Regions from separate parts of the Pan troglodytes genome. Here region 2 is linked to region 1. Evidence: chromatin contacts called from public HiChIP or PLAC-seq data. All regions are on one chromosome and are shown on one strand. The core of a region is the stretch at or near the end of the contact, and the rest is flanking DNA. Distances in the headings are between cores, read along the strand shown. Region 1 holds the start of RPN2 (ribophorin II). Region 2 holds the start of BLCAP (BLCAP apoptosis inducing factor).

Region 1 (5,509 bases), core at 1,435-3,934:
TCCTAGAGTCCAGGAGGTGAAGGCGGCAGTGAGCTATGATTCCATCACTGTATTCCAGCCTGAACGACAGATGGAGACCTTGCCTCGTAAAAAACAACCACTGCCAGTGGCTCACGCCTGTAATCCCAGCACTTTGGGAGGCTGAGGTGGGTGGATCACTTGAGGTCAGGAGTTTGAGACCAGCCTGGCCAACATGGTGAAACCCCGTCTCTACTAAAAATACAAAAAAATTCAGCCAGGCAGTGTGGCGTGTGCCTGTAATCCCAGCTACTCGGGAGGCTGAGACACGAGAATCGCTCGAACCCAGGAGACGGAAGTTGCAGTGAACTGAGATTGTGCCATTGCACTCCAGCCTGGGTGACAGAGGGAGACTTTGTCTCAAAACAAACAAACAAACAACGAAGAAGCTGTCAATCTGTTTCCAAAATGGTCGTACCACTTTACATTTCCATCAGCAGGATATGAGAGATCCTGTTGCTCCACATCCTTGCCAACATTTGCTATTGTTGGTCTTTTTCTTTTTCATTAGTCAGGTGTGGTGGCTCCCATCTGTGGTCCACAGCTAGTCACTAGGACCACAGATGCGAGCCACCACACCTGGCTAATTAAAATTTTTTTTTTGTAGAGGCAGGTCTTGCTGTGTTGCCCAGGTGGGTCTCGAACTCCTGGACTCAACTGATCCTCCTACCTCAGTCTCCCAAAAGCTCTGGGATTACAGACTGAGCCACCGTTCCTGGCTGCATATGCTGAGTCTGTGGTGTAAATACTCCCATCATGGCCAAAATCAAGCTACCAATACTACCTTGGGAAGAGATGTTCAATGGCATACTATCATATATTTCCACCACACAGTTACAACAGATGTAAGCAACCACAAAAGCACACAAAACGTAAGATGTAGTGAAATAATTAGGAAATAATGAGTTTTGTTTTCAATATACTTTATTTCATCCTAAATTGATATAATTTTCTAAATGGCTGTATTTAACCAATTTGCAAAATGACTGCAAATTTAACAATAGACTCTCAAGATAGCATGAGACAGCTCCAGCACACCACTGGTTGGTTGTCTTATTCTTGAGCTGGGAGAATTCTTTATATATTCTACATCAACACTGCCCAATGGAACTTTCTGCAATAATGAAGATGTCCTATAATTTTGAGTGGTCCAATCTGATATCCACTAGCTATCTGTGGCTACTGAGCACTTGAAATGTGGCTAGTACAAATGAGAGACTGAATTTTAAATTTTACTTAATTTTAATCCATTTAAATTCAAATTTAAATATCCACATAAGGCTAGTGGCTATCATAACAGACACAGAAAGAACTGACTCTCTCCCATGCGGGATAACATTTGGGACAATAATAACGTTAATAAGAGTGATATTGTGCATACTTTATATGTTCATAAAACTGTAGTTAAAAGCACAGATTCTGGAGTCAGCTGCCTAGGTTCAAATCTGTTTCCTTCTCTTTAAAATGGGATTAGCCTGTAATCTCAGCACTTTGGGACGCTAAGGCCAAAGGATCCTTTGAGCCCGAGTTCCAGACCAGCCTGGGCAACAAAGTGAGATGCGGTATCTACCAAAAATAATTTTAAAGATTAGCTGGGCGTGGTGTCGCAAGGCAGCAGTCCCAGCTACTCCGGAGGCTGAGGCGGGAGGGAAGATTGCTTGAGCCCAGGATGTCGAGGCTGCAGTAAGCTGTGATCGCACCACTGCACTCCAGCCTGGGCGACAGAGCAAGATCCCGTATCAATAAAAAAGGAAAGAAAAGAAATAATGCTTGTAGAGCGTTCGGCACAGTGTCAGGTTATACTGTAAACATTCAGTAGTTGGCGCTAGTTATTAGAGCGGTGTTCCTGTATGAGCCACCTCCATGTTGAGCCTGTAAAACTGGCCTAATATGTTCTCTATGAGTCACTGCATTGCTCTGCAAATCAGATAAAACGTCACTCGTAGGTCAGTTATTAACAACCCCAGTGATAATCTTTGGAAAAAACTGACATAATTTTCTTTTTCTTTTTTTTTTTTTTGGTGAGACGGAGATTTACTCGTTGTCCAGGCTGGAGTGCAATGGCGCGATCTCGGCTCACCGCATCCTCCGCCTCCCAGGTCCAAGCGATTCTCCTGCCTCAGACAACCGAGTAGCTGGGATTACAGGCATGTGTGACCACGCCCGGCTAATTTTGTATTTTTAGTAGAGACGGGGTTTCACCGTGTTGCCCAGGCTGATCTCGAACTCCTCACCTCAGGTAATGCGCCCGCCTCGGCCTCCCAAAGTTCTGGGATTACAGACGTGAGCCACTGCGCCCGGCCAGAAACTGCCACAATTTTCTAAAGAGGAAAAAAAAAATCCCTTCTAAGCTATCCCCTCCCGACGAGACCCTTCCTGTTCCTTTAAAATGGGCCGGGCAGCAGAAAGACGAGTGAGTGACAGCAGACATGCCAATCAGAAGCGGCCCCGTCTCGGGCCCACCCCGAGACCTGGCCCAACCGCGTCCCGGTAGCTCCCGGAATAGGAGCGTTGCGAGACGGTCGGTTCCAAGTGGGCCTGGGCGCGGGGGAGAGGCGGGTCTGTCCTCGGGAACTGCAAGGCCCTGTGAGCGGGAGGACTGGGATCCCGGCCGCGGCTGCTGGAAGCGTCGAAGCTCAGCGGGGCCGCGGACACTGACCTGTGCTTAGAACTCATCCTGGCCCGCAGAGCCTGCCGCGAGTCCCTGGCGTCCCCTGTGGCGGGCTCTTGGAGCCACTTTCCCGAGCGGAAGTCAGCCCGCGGCTCGGACTCCGGCGGGACCTGCTCGGAGGAATGGCGCCGCCGGGTGAGGAGTTGCGCGTGGCTTATAGACAGGGCCCCCCGGCCAGCACTCTTTGGGGAGAGGGCTGTCGCCCGCGGGAGGTTACTAGTCGCCGCTCGAGAGCCGGCCAGGCGGGATCCCCTTCCCCTGCGGGACAGGGGCATGGGCACAAGCTCTGGCTGTGGCGCTCTCGGATCGAGGGTCCGAAGGAGGGCTGCGAGCTGGTGGGAGTGCCCGCGACCTGGCGGGGTTGGTGCCTGGGGGAGGGGTGCAGCGCGGAGCTACGGGTCGCCCCGAGGCTCAGCCGTGGGGACCGCGGACGCGCTTAGCCTAGGCCTGACCTCATTCATTTCACTCGCGCGGGCTTCTGGGCCAGGTGGCCTAAGGTTCTGGTCCTGGCGCTGCCCCTTACTCCGTATGAGGTTTTGGGCAGATTGTCCTTCTTTGGCCTGTAGTTTCCCATTCAGTGAAAGGGGCAAAGAAAACCCTCACTTCTCTCTGGGAGCCTGGAGCATAAGTTCTCAAGTGACACTCTAGGTGCAAACTTGCAGTCGGCCACGTATTCATTGTGTAACCCAAAGCAGGTTACTTAACCCCTCTACACCTCAGTTTCTCATCTGTAAAGTAAGTTAGTCAAATTAGTCACGTTATCTGCCTCGTTGAGTTGCTCTATTAAGTGAAATAATCTTCGTGCTTAGTTTAGAACAGGGCATGGCCCTAGGTAAGAACTAAGTTAACTGCATTGGAAGTTACTGAGTAGACGCTGTGCAGGGTGGAATTTCATGTAGCCTCATCGTAACTTTGGAAGCATGTACTCTTGTTACTACCATTTGACAGATGAGAAGTTGGAATCCCACGGAAGGGAACTTACTTGCCCAGGGTGACACATGAATGAGTCAGTGGCTCACCGTTTCATTATTTGAGAAGTTCAGGAGAGTAAAGTGGTTAAAAGCAGACTTTGGATTCAAATTGCCTGAAGTTTGATTTTCAGTGATGTGTCCTAGGGCAGGTAACTACTTCTGAGCCTTACTTTCCTGGTCTGTGAAATGCAGAAAATAGCCACCTTACTTAGATGTTGTGAGGATTTAATGATTTGGTGTGTGCAAAGCACAGCATAGCGTGGGCATACCTAACATATTAAGTGCTCAACTTTTAGTCAGAAAAGTTACTGCTCTCGTTAACATGGAGTGAGAAGATTAGGATTCTGACACGGGTGCTGTTTTAGGGGAATTTACGGTCTAGGTGGGAAAATGCTAGTCGCAGCCATTCACTAGATCTTCATATATTGGGTACCTGCCTGTGCACAAGGCATTGGGGATTCAGCATTAGTATCTTGACTCCGCTCTCTCTTAGGTCTTTCTGTCCATTAGCAGTTTCTGATAGGCTTTGACTTTGAATTCTAGCCAGACTGACTCTCATCACTTCTCATCATGTTCACTGCTGTTGCCCTGGTTTGGGCCACCATCATCTTCTGGCTTGGATTATGGCGGTAGTCTCCCAACTGGTGTCCCCTGCTCTGTCCTTGCACCTGCATGGTCTGTTCTCCACACAGTATTGTTTATTCTCAACACAGTAATACCATTAGAGTGTAAGTCAAATCGCTCCTCTGCTTAGAACTTTCCAGTGGTCTCCAGCCGGGTGCGGTAGCTCACGCCTGTAATCCCAGCACTTTGGGAGGCTGAGGCGGGCGGATCACGAGGTCAAGAGATCAAGACCATCCTGGCCAACATGGTGAAACCCCGTCTCTACTAAAAAGACAAAAATTAGCTGGGCATGGTGGCACGTGCCTGTAGTCTCAGCTACTTGGGAGGCTGAGGCAGGAGAATCGCTTGAACCCGGGAGGCGGAGGCTGCAGTGAGCCAAGATCGCGCTGCTACACTCCAGCCTGGCAACAGAGTGAGACTCTGTCTAAAAAAAAAAAAAGAACTTTCCAGTAGCTTCCACTACGGTGGTATACAAGGCCCTCTGGATTTGTCCTCTGCTACCTCTGTTACCTCATCTACTTCTTACCCTTTGCTTATTCCACTCAAGCTGTACTGTCCTTGCTGATCTCACAAAACACCGTATGTGTACATACTCCTGATTCAGAATGTTTGCATTTGGTTTTTCTTTTCTTATTTTTTTTTTTGGAGATAGAGCCCCAGGCTGGAGTGCAGTGGCAGGATCTCAGCTCACTGCCCACTCTGCTTCCTAGATCAAGTGATTGTCGTGCTTCAGCCTCCCTAGTAGCTGGGATTACAGGCCAAGTCACCATGTCTGGCTCATGTTTTGTATTTTTAGTAGACATGGGGTTTCACCATGTTGGCCAGGTTTGTCTTGAACTCCCGACCTCAGGTGATCCCCCTGCCTTGGCCTCCCAAAGTGCTGGGGTTAGAGGTGTGAGCCACTGCGCCTGGCCATATTGGGTTTTTCTTCTTAGCATAGTTTCCCACCAGATATCTTTATGACTTGCTTCTTCTTCAGGTCCGTACTCAATATGTTTATTTCTTAGTCCTTCATAGACTACCGTATTTAAAATGCAGCCCTTCCCAAATATCTCTTCTGTACTTTATTTTTTTCCATAGCACTTACTTTCTAATGTGATAAATAATGTTCTTATTTCATGTGATGTCTTTCGTCACTAGAATAGAAGCTCTTTGAGGGTGGGAGTTTTGTTTCTTTTGTTTCCTGCTGTATTTTTAACACCTAAAGTAGTGTGTGGCACATAGT
Region 2 (5,509 bases), core at 2,008-4,507, 350 kb after region 1:
TCACAGCTGTCACAAATACTTCTGGAGCACAAAGTACCTTGCCCCCTTAAGCCTGATCATGTTTCCCTCCCCTAAGCAAGCCCTTAAGTTTCTTAGCCCAGTCACCAGCACCTCTAAAGGCATCTAAAACTTCATTCGGTATCAGAGAATTATAGGGGTGGGGAGGTGCAGATCCCGGTTCTGGTCTTGACTTTGCCATCAATCAGCCTAGGGAACCTGGACATGTCACCTTGTACCCTTCATCTCCAGTTTCCCTCTCGAAGAGGGCCTCTGAGATGCCAGTGAACCCTAACACGCTAGAAACTGCCATCGCAGTGGCAATCAGGACTCATCAGGACTTGAAGAGGATGTGCAATCTGAGATTTCATCTTTCTTAGGCTGGGTGGCTATAGCTGCTACCATAGCCTGAAGGTGAGGCAGGTCTCCTCTCGCCCCAGTGTGACTCATTAGCAGGCAATGCCCACACCTCCTCCCTTCTGAACCCCGTATCTTGGCAGGCCTCAAAACTGGGAGTTTCTGTGGTTTTCCACACTAAACCCACAGAATCATGAACATACCAACATGTGTTCTCCATGAAGGCTGACCCTCCCTTCGGAGCTTTTGAGGGGTATGCCCATAGCCCCACTGCCCTTCTTGATGCTCTAACCTCAGCCCAAGTGACAAGGTAGCAGATTTCAGGGAGGTAGGCCAAAGCAGCATGGTAAGAGCTGGCTGCTCTGGACACAGCACCTCCTGTGCCCCCACTTAGAAGACAAGAGGCTCCTGGTAGCCCCAGAGCTTTCCATATCATCTTGGCAAAGCCCTTTTCCTCCATCCGTCCATCAGCAGGGCTGTGAGTGTGGCAAGGTGAGATGACAGATTTCCAGGCAAGGGCTGCCCTGGTGGCCTGCACCTGCACGTGTGGGCTTCAATGTGCAATGTCCACTCCCCATTTGCATCCTCCACCCACAAAACCTCATGTTCTGGCAGCAAACTTAACCCACCAGAGAAGACAGTGCATTCACTTTCCATCCAGTGCAATGCCATGCAATGCCTAGATGGTCCAAACACACCTTGTTTATAAAATTTTTTCCACAAACTATACCATTAAACATTTTATTCTGATAGAGAGCAATGCGAAGAATTGAAAATGACTAGTGTTTTACTGCACAGCCCTTAGTCACAGTGCTGAATGTCCCCTTTGCCTAAACCATCATTGCTCCCAGAAGACTTTGCCCCCACAAGGCCAAGGACAGAGCAGATCGGTTGGGAAGGAATTGGGAATAGCGCTGTGGGACTCCAGCAACAGGTGAGAGACCCTTGAGACTAATACTCCAGGATGTTAGTTTCTTAGCCTAACGAACTGAAGTTAAGTCCAGAGGTGTTTAGGTACCCTGACTTTTAGGGGTGCAGGGTGCTATGTGACACTGTTACCTTTATCTGTGGAATATTTGAATTGTCACTGAAGGAAGGGATGTCTGCTGTCAGGGAAGGGCAGGGGCAAGTTCCTTGAGCTTGGGCAACGGATTACTGTTGGATCGGGGAGCAGGTTTGCTGTGAGCCATTTACTAGATATCTATTTTGAAATGTGTATCTCCTCAGGAGCCAACACCCCAAAGGGAGATTCTGAATTTGCAGTTAACTTCCCCCCCCCACCGCCCCCACCCCCCCTCAGAGATTTAAACGTGTGCACTCATGCACATACACAAAACACTAGTCAAACAACTATCTCTTTTCCCCCAGTAACCTCTGACTTCCTCTATATGCCCCAGAGACACGTTGTCACCATCTTCCCTGGGAGTGATCCTGTTTATCCTCCCCTCCCCGACTTGCCCTCCCACAGGGCCCATGCATGCCCCAGCAGGATCCAGATTCCTGAGCATTTCCAGAGCAGGAAGTCAGAGAGGCAGGCAACGCGTGGTTCTTGGTATATCGCACAGGGACAGGCTTGAAATGGAGTGCATGTGTTTCAAAGATAGGAGAACAACAACAAAAAAAGACAGCCTAACCCAGATTCCTCCTTGAAACAACATATTACAGATTGAAGGTTAAACTGTTTTTGGCAGCAACTCTAACAAGACTAATTTCAGGTATGGAATTGACCTGGTCACTGGAAACCGACCAGGCTTCCCGTGATCAAATCTTTTAACAGATTTGCTTGACATTAATTAGTCTCTGATTTAAAACAAACAAGCAAACAAGATCTAACACTTGGCATTAGCACTTAAGCTGGAACTTTTTTTTGGTCCCAGCTTTGGTGTTGCCGTCCAGAAGGCTGACGGGATGACTGGACCATGTCAGGCAGGGCAGAGAAGCCGTCCCCAACACACCAGTTCCCTGAAAGGGATAGACGATCCAAACCTATAAACAGAAAGGCTGTTTCTTTCCGAGGACAGACCCCAATCTCCCAACATTCGGCGATGAAATGGGACACGGAGGCCTGGAAGGAAACTAAAGGAGATTTGGAAAGGGGAAGGAAAAAACAACTGTCCCCCATCCCCCATGCTTCCTTTCCAGGCCATTAGTGCGCCAGGCATTCCGTTCCTTCAGCTGCCCTTGAGGGCCACTCCCCACGTCTATAGAAGGAAAGGGAAGGGATGTCCACCCTTGATGTAAAGTTGGAGGGAGTAAGAAGCGCCCGCGACTCTTAGCAGAGCGTCAGCCTATCACCCCAGACACCGAAGCGGAGCCTCAGGAGACCCTCTCTCCCCTCCCCCCCACGTCCCCCCACCTCCCCCCCCACAAAAAAGCAACTAAAGCAACGCAACTAAACTGATGGGGACAGAGTGACAGGCCTCTCACAAGCTGGGCACCCTGCCGTGGAACCCGGGGCCGCAGAGATGGTGGTCGCGCTCCCAGCCCCGTGCCCCCGGCTCTGCCTGTCTCATCCTGCAAGGGCGCTGACCTTGGACAAGGCCAGAGCCAGCACCCAGGAGTACTATGACCCACCTCCGGGCTGGGAAGGGACCCCCCAAGGCCCAGGCTAGGTCCAATCACGGCAATCACCTGAAGCCGGACAGGGGCGCCCTGCCTTCCCGGGGTATGCGGAAGGAAAACCCCAGTGACGGGGACCCGGCGACGCCTAAGGTGACCCAGAAGGGACAATATGGCGGCGCGGCCGCATGGAGGGCCTCTCATCCCGCCCCAAGCAGGTTGACGCCACGGTACCTGCAAGCCCTGCCATGGCGCCGCCGCCACTGTCGCCGTCTGCCGCAGCCTGCCTCCACCTCAGCTCGCCACCGACGCCGCAGGAAGCCAGGGAGACGCCCCCTTAGTCTTCTAGTCGAGCCGGCCGAGGACCCATCCTGGGATCGGGCTGTCTACCGCAAACGCCTGATCACACGGCCCGAACAGGGGGCTCACCCTCGCCCCATTTCCCGTAAATATCCGCCACAGACCACCTTTGAGGACTTTGTGCGCACTTTTACAAAACTCTGGGAGCCCCGAGGTCCTCAAGCCCGAATAATTTTTATCAGGCGCAGTGTGGACATCCCCGAAGCGCGGCCGGGTGTCCTTATGCATATGCAGCAGATTGTGATCCTTACTCCGTGAGCGCGGGGCGGGCCGGGTTGTGTTCCTGTTGGTGAACCCGCTTCGTTCTTGCCCGCGTGGATGGTCCGTGGACTCCGGGAAAACCTTCTCGTGGCTCAAAGTCCACCCCCTCCCTAGCGTTTCATCATGCAGCCAAGGCTCAGGAGCTGAAAGGTCCGGGCTCAGAACTTGGGACTGCCTTGGGTCAGGCCTCGGCTCCCCCACTTGCCCCGTACCTTGGGCCAGCGAGCCCCTCGCCCACCCCGACCCGGCTTCTGTTGAAATGCCCACCTTAGGGCTTTTATGAGGCTTGAATGAGTCCGTGTAGTCATTTATTAGCTAATTAAGCATATTCCTTGGGCGCTTACTGTACCCAAGCGCAGTGCTAAGGGCAGGTAGAGTCGGTAACCTGGGTGTGTCCCTGACCTCAAGGCGCTGCCAGTCTAATGGCGGGTAGGCGGGGAGACAGTCATATAATCACTGTATATTAGTGACTTTAATCAATACGTGATTACACATCATGGGAAGTGCTGTGAGAAGAAGTAGAGAGTGTTAGGAGAAATTAATGGAGTACTAATGTAGGGAAAGGGTGGAACCTCCTTGGGAAGATGGCATTTAGGTTGAGAAACAAAGGGCGATTAGGGTAAGAGTGAGAGGGGAAATGTTCTAGGCAGAAAGAACATTTGTCCCAGATCTGGAGCTGGGAAGCGGCAGAGTTGGGGTGAGGTGAGCACAGAAGAAAACAGGTCAGCTACATACTGAATTTGGCTTTTCTCTTGAGAGTCAGGGGAAGCCATTTTCATCAGGAAAAGGATAGCAAATTTGGATTTCTGAAAGGCCACCCAGGCCGCATGGCTTGGAAAGCACTCAGGAGTGGGTGTAGGCAGACCAGTTAGAAGGTGGTTGCAGCTTTCCAGACAAAAGCCAATGCTGACTCAGACAGGGCGGTGGCTTGGGGAGGTGAAGGGAAGGGTGGAAGATTGGACGTGGGTGGATGTGGAGGCATTGGCAATAACTCCTCGCTAGGTTTTAGCCTTGAGTAAATGAAAGGGTAAAAGATTCCTTGACCAAGACAATAAAGCCTGAAGGAGGAACGGACTGAGGGGGAAGATCAAGTTCGGCTTTGAGAAGTTAAGTTTGAAATGTCGGGGCAACATGCAGGCAGAGAGGGTGAGTAGGCAGGTTTATGTGACACAGGAGCTGCGAACGGAGGCTGGGGCAGGAGATACATATCTGGGGGCCATCAATACAAAGGTCATGGTGCTGGGTGAGAACGCAAGTGAAAGAAGGTGGAGAGAAAAGAAGAGGAGGATCCAGGAAAGGAGACTAAGAAGCAGTGGCCAGTGGGGTAGAAAGAGGACCAAGTGAGTGTGGGTCCTAGAGAGGAGGTTTCAGGAAGGAGGGAGTGCTCAGTGGGGCTGATGCTGTAGAGAACAGAAATGGAGCCGTTGGGGTTTGGGAATAAAGAAGGTTGGTGGACTGTATCTTTTATGTTGCAAGTTAAACACACAACTACATCAGGTGGCTTAAAAAAATAAGTAGCCTGCCACTCAGTGGCTAGGCAGTGTCATCAAGGACTGAGGTTCATTTTATCTTCTGTCCTTGTGCTGGTTTATGCTCATGGCCACAAGATGGCTATCCAGTTCCTGAGGTCACATCCAAAGCAAGGAGATGTCCATTTCTCCTCCAGCTGAGACTCAAAACAGGCCTGAATGTGGCCTCCCACCATCCTGCTGCTTACAGGCTAAAGGATCAATGCATCCATGGCAGCCACACCCAGTATCCAACACTGAATGACAAGAGGAGTCTTGTAGTGGAAGCTCTTGTTTAGAAAAAGAGAGAGCTGGCTTTGCAGATGCCGCTGGGATCCCCATACTATCAGCCATGGTCAGCCCCACCTTGTTCTTTGACATCACTGTCGATGACACGCCCTTAGGCCCCTACTCCTTCGAGCTATTTGCAGACAAGATTCCAAAGACAGCAGAAAACTTTCGTGCTG

Evidence for each region. HiChIP or PLAC-seq counts read pairs in DNA pulled down with a chosen protein or histone mark.
Region 2: a contact with region 1 is called in an H3K4me3 HiChIP or PLAC-seq map of stem cell-derived excitatory neurons, with 5 times the contacts expected there. The contact joins the promoter of BLCAP here to the promoter of RPN2 in region 1. A contact is called at or near these places in 1 of 7 Hi-C or Micro-C datasets (a lymphoblastoid cell line) and 1 of 1 datasets of contacts at active chromatin or transcription factors (stem cell-derived excitatory neurons).

The regions. Positions count from the first base shown.
Region 1 is chr21:43,414,718-43,420,226 of NHGRI_mPanTro3-v2.0_pri, forward strand. RPN2 (ribophorin II) reads left to right here and starts at 2,685. Exons shown (of 17, transcript XM_016937887.4): 1 at 2,685-2,824. The coding sequence starts at 2,812. It overlaps MROH8 (maestro heat like repeat family member 8), which reads right to left and starts at 3,127. Exons shown (of 25, transcript XR_010154218.1): 1 at 2,678-3,127.
Region 2 is chr21:43,762,809-43,768,317 of NHGRI_mPanTro3-v2.0_pri, forward strand. BLCAP (BLCAP apoptosis inducing factor) reads right to left here and starts at 3,258. Exons shown (of 2, transcript XM_530289.9): 1 at 3,148-3,258. LOC107970015 (peptidyl-prolyl cis-trans isomerase A-like) reads left to right here and starts at 3,522. Exons shown (of 1, transcript XM_054674768.2): 1 at 3,522-5,509. The coding sequence starts at 5,395.